Regions from separate parts of the Xenopus tropicalis genome. Here region 1 is linked to region 2. The links are chromatin contacts, called in public Hi-C maps. All regions are on one chromosome and are shown on one strand. The core of a region is the stretch at or near the end of the contact, and the rest is flanking DNA. Distances in the headings are between cores, read along the strand shown.

Region 1 (2,700 bases), core at 188-2,687, 140 kb after region 2:
GATGCAGTAGTAGCCTTATAAAGGTTTGTGGCATCATTATTAATATTTTCTTCAATTGTTACTTCTCCACCTTAACCCAATATGGTTCAGCATTACACAGGCGCCCCCTGCTGCCTTCCCCAAGTTATGGCTCTGCGGAAACTGACACCATTCTGTACTCCATTGCCGTTGTCTCCAACTCCCATTATTGTTGTCTGTTTAACATATTCTAATGTATAAAAAGCCTGTAGTCACACTGACACAATCTGGCTTTGCTGTAAATGGGACACGTACTCACTTGCAGAATATCATTTAAAATTGCAGAACTTTGCAATACATGAATATTGTTTATTTTCTTTTTTCTCTAATAATAGTCATAGTTTGACACTGCTAATATCCTAAAGGCATAACAAGAGTGCCTACTACTGTTCAGTAATGGACAGATGGCTACTGATGCAGAAAGCATCTCTTGCAGCTTCTCTGCTCGATTCTATTGCTCAGTGGGCATCAGTAATTTAAGCTGGCCATATACCTATCGATCGTTTGGAGAGGTTACCAAATGAGCAGATCTTTCCCCAACATGCTCACCTTGAGCTGAACAATACAGGGATGATCCGATCCTTTGGCTCTTAGGCCCATGATTGGATCATATTGGCCACCGATGTTCCTGATGGGAAAATCAAACCTGCCCAACTGATATCTGCTGAATGTCTTAAGGTGGCCATACACGTTAAAATCCGCTCTACCTACGGGTGGGCGATATCGGGTGAATTTAGGCTAATTCGGTCATTTGGCACTGGGGCCAAACAGTCAAATTAGAGCGCCGGTAATAGGCACAGTCCCCGATCCGACTAAATTTTTTAACCTGCCTGATCGAGATCTGGTTGATTTCAGGCCAGATGTTGGTCGGCAGACCCATCGTTTGTGCCCCTACACGGTCTGATAAGGTCTAAGGGACCCATATCTGCAGCTACAATCACCCCGTGTATGGGGACCTTTAGCTGCAAAACCCAGTCCATATTATTTACTGACATGCAAACCAATCAGGTTTATTTTCCTCATTCTATCCACGCTTCATGGATGAAAGTTAATTTCTGATTGGCTGCTGTGAATTCTGCACTGATGTCGACTTGCCAAGTGTTATAAATAAGCCTCCCTATCAGCTTTTGAGATTCCATTTGGCATGTCGGAATCTTTGTTTCCTCTCTTTTTCACCCTCCATGCACTTGGTGGCTTCTGGTAACCGCAATGAGTTTTTTTATTTTTTATAACGGGATGGGGGGGCGGCAAAACAATCTGATCTAAAATTAACCAGCCTTCCCACAGAGCAATCTCCCATTTGTACTAGAGGAAATGATTCAGTGCATTTGGATGCAATGTATGCCAAGTCTGAGGCACGTTCCTATATAAGGACTCTAGGGTGCAAAGGAGGGGGGCAGAGGACCTGACAGGCTCCTCCTGTCAAGATCAGAGGTTTCAGCTTCTTTGGGAAGCACTGTACCATCTACACAGCTGCGGGCAGGGGGTCTCACTCCTCCCCCCCCCCCCCGGGGAGTTTCCACTCTACAGGCGGAAGCTGAGGGATCCTTTATCCATCAAGGAGGTATCAGATGTGGGGGTCATGGCCCCATCACTGAACCTATTTTATCTGTTCTGTGTCACCAACCTCTCTGCACCAACTCTGTTAGTATCTAGATTGTGGCACCAAACTTCTGCCTGTAGCTGCTGCACCATCAGTCACCCACTCTGCACGCTTGTACCGCTCCCTGCCTGTACTACCTTACATGTAAGTATATGGCGTCTGCTACCTGCACCCCTAAACTCACCTCTCCGCCACTATAGCTGCCTCTCTGCCTGCTCGAATCTTTACCAGTCCTTTAGCTGTGCATTATTACACTATGTGTTCTGCCTGCTTTCATCCCATAATGGCACACAGAAAGGGGCATTTACAGGGACCCCAGATGCAAGAACACTAAGGGGTGCAAAAGTGCTATGTTTTCTATATACAGGGGGCCCACAAGGGGGTTGTCATGGGCCAGCAATGCATGCGAAATTGAGGCTGACCATTAGAAAAATTTAGAGGGGGCCCACAAAGTTACACCACTGCCTGTCTGTATCACCTCCCACAGGGAAGGTAGTTAATAGAAGGCTTCATTATGGCCTGCATCCTAAATGGCATGTCTGAATGACGTGCAAGTTATGGGATGAGTAGGGGGGGCAGGATGCCTCCCGCCACTGTTGTAGAAACAAATCTCCCCCCATGGAAACAGTGCTGCCTGCATTAGCCAGTGTTCTGGAGTGGTTGGTGGGGGGGGGGGGCTCCTAAATTGAGTGCACCCTGCTCTGCACTAGATGTATGATCAGTGGAGATCAAATTGTCACAGCCCATCTGTCACTGCTCCTAATGCTATTGAATGATAGGCACCCTACTGGACGACATGGAGCAGTGTGGCGGGTCACCTGTCATTGCTCCGAGTGTGGCAGTGCCATGACTGATAGTAGAACTATACAATCACTGTATCTGTATGTAAGAAGCACTATGTGTCTCTACAGATACTCCACTCCCTATACCTGTATCTCTGCAGCCATTCCTGTCTTAGCTATCTTAGCTATTCCAACTGTACCCCTGTAAAGCAAATAGGGCAATGCCAAAACAGGAGCAAAATATGGTTCAGTTCTACTGTCCCACAGCAACCAATAAGATATTTACTTTCTAACAGC
Region 2 (2,700 bases), core at 106-2,605:
GGTGAGACTGTCAGGGTTGGGGTTGTTTTCTCTGGAAAAGAGGCGCTTGCGAGGGGACATGATTACTCTGTACAAGTACATTAGAGAGGATTATAGGCAGATGGGGGTGTTTTCCCATAAAAGCGATCAGCGCACCAGAGGCCCCCCCTTTAGATTAGAGGAACAGAGCTTCCATTTGAAGCAGCATAGGTGGTTTTTCACAGTGAGGGCAATGATGTGGTAATGGAAGATTCTGTTAATGCCTATAAGAGGGGCCTGGATGAGTTTTTGAACAAGCATAGTATCCAAGGCTATTATGATACTTATATCTACAGTTAGTGTTAGTGGTTGTATATATAGTTTATGTATGTGATAGTAAAGACTGGCAGGTATAGGTTGTGTGTGCTGGGTTTACTTGATGGACTTGATGGTCTTTTTTTCAACTCTATGTAACTATATTTCTTGCTCTATAACCCTTCAAAACTAAACAAGATGGCAGAGAATATTATTACATGATGCCACAGAGACTAAAGCTTGTATCTTCCAGTGCTGGGGCTCTAGACTTGATTCCAAAGACTGCATTTTATGTTGCCACTATAAAGTGCCAATAGTTGTGGGTGACTCTCCATTCTCGGTAAAATTACATCGGAGGGGAAAAAAAAGCCTTGTCTGACTTTAGCCTGTGGTAAAAATGTCTATGGAACACCCATAGGCACAGAAATGGAGAGGCCAGGGGACCATGGGCAACCAAACTGTTTATTTTTTCCCCCAAACCTTGGTGGTGCAGCAGCGGAGCACTGGTTGGACTGAACCTTATTAGAGCAAAAAGTACAGAGAATATAAACAGAAAAATAATAATTTGCATTTGCAATTACAAATAACGTTAAACCCACTGAACATTAAAAGAAATGTTAAATGTTTTTAAAGAATATATATTGGAAATATAGTCCTATTAAGGGTATAACTGTTGGTCATATTTTTCATCCATTTACATTACATTTATGTATGTTTAATCTGACACTTAGCTGGCCAAATTGCCAGTTTGTCAAGATCCTGCTGCAAGGATGCCACATCCTGGATGGAATTTATTGGGCTACATAATTTTGTAGCATCTGTAAACACTAATACATACTTTCTATTTTCCAGAGAACGTATCTGCCAGCATGTATTACACCAGCCACAGAATGCAGTGAGTTAACTTGCCCAATCCATATTATTGTAATCGTACTACAAGCATAAAGGGAGAAAAAAGGCTTAGAATTTCCATAGGAGTATCACATGACACCAGTAAGCCGAGCTTGGAGCCTGCTTGTGTCAATAAGGAAGCCGATGTCCCAGCCAATCAGAATCCTACTTTCTAAGCCTGCCCTCGGGGGCTGCTGATCAAAGAGCAGATGAGCAGTGTGTGTAGCACAGACACAGAGGGTAGTGGTTTGGCTGCCGCTAATATTCTCAATATGCAGAACTGTGACTTAATTACATCTCATCCAGTGCCTCGCATCATCCAGATTTCACGCGGTTTGTCTTTCAGTGCAAGTCATCGTCTTCACAGGTAAGAGTAAGGGCTAAATTCCCCTGATTTTGTAGGGTGATTGACAAAACGCATTTTACACGTCGGATATAGTGGCACGGGTCAAAATATAAAAGGACTGAAACAGAAATCTTATGTGTAAACCGCATGAAAGATTTGCGATCAGACGCGATGCACCTGTCAGATGGAAATGCTGCCGGCTGCGTCTGCATCCACTGAGATAAAATCTGATGGTGTCTGCCAGACTTTTTGTTCTCATTGAAATACATTGACTGCCAGATGTAGATGCATGAATAAAACCCACCATCCAATTTTATCTGATCCGACTTTACATTACAGCCTATGGAGATGAGATTTTGTATGGTCTGTTGAATGGTGTCGTACGACAAGATCAGATAAAATCTGACCCACAAATTATGAGCAAAATCTCCTGTAGAGTTTAGCCCTTTCAGCTACAACAGCCATTTATTAGCTAATGAGATTACCCCTTTAGTTGTGTTGCTTAGTAACAAAAAAATAAAAAACCCTACAGCAGTTGGGTGGATGGATCATGGATGACATTTTGGTATAATTGGTTCACAAGTGACATTCTGAGGGCATTCACGCATTTTAAAAACATCCCAGCTCCAATACCATCCCAGCTATTAAAGTCGATCTAAATCTCTATTGGTTAAACATTGGAATCATGTACTCATACCAAATTGCCTTCTCCTACATTTTGCCGCTATTATGTGATTCAGATGTTTTTACAGGAGGAGGTTGACTTCAATACGGTGGTATATCTGTATGTTTTTTCTTGCACGTGCTAGAGGAGATTTACTACAGGCAACAACATTTCCAATTTGCCGTCACCCTAAAGGTGGCCCATGGGCCGACTACCCAAACAATATGAATGTCAGAAAGTGAAGGGGAGCCATAGTGATGCAGCTCTTCACTTCCTTTCAGCCGACAGGAGTAATAATCTCTACTATACCAGCCAATCACAGGAGTATCAGTCTGAACAGCCGCCATACATGCCCAGGTGGTTGGGCAGAATGGCCTGAATCAGCCAAACTACCTGAACATTTCAGGGCATTTGTGGCCTGTTCTGAAGGACAACATCTTCTTTATGACTAGAGATGCTGGAAACTGTAATACAACTATAGCAGTGCTGTGTTCTATAACGCGATCTTTGTAAGCATGCCTTAGTA

The links. Hi-C and Micro-C count contacts between places; a contact is called where the count stands out from the background.
Region 1: a Hi-C map of tailbud embryo shows a contact between it and region 2, with 3 times the contacts expected there. The contact joins the promoter of LOC100487884 here to the promoter of pts in region 2. A contact is called at or near these places in 2 of 5 Hi-C or Micro-C datasets (neurula embryo and tailbud embryo).

The regions. Positions count from the first base shown.
Region 1 is chr4:24,113,240-24,115,939 of UCB_Xtro_10.0, forward strand. LOC100487884 (PRKC apoptosis WT1 regulator protein) reads left to right here and starts at 1,438. Exons shown (of 7, transcript XM_031900557.1): 1 at 1,438-1,765.
Region 2 is chr4:23,969,122-23,971,821 of UCB_Xtro_10.0, forward strand. pts (6-pyruvoyl tetrahydrobiopterin synthase) reads left to right here and starts at 1,356. Exons shown (of 6, transcript XM_002937651.4): 1 at 1,356-1,531. The coding sequence starts at 1,374.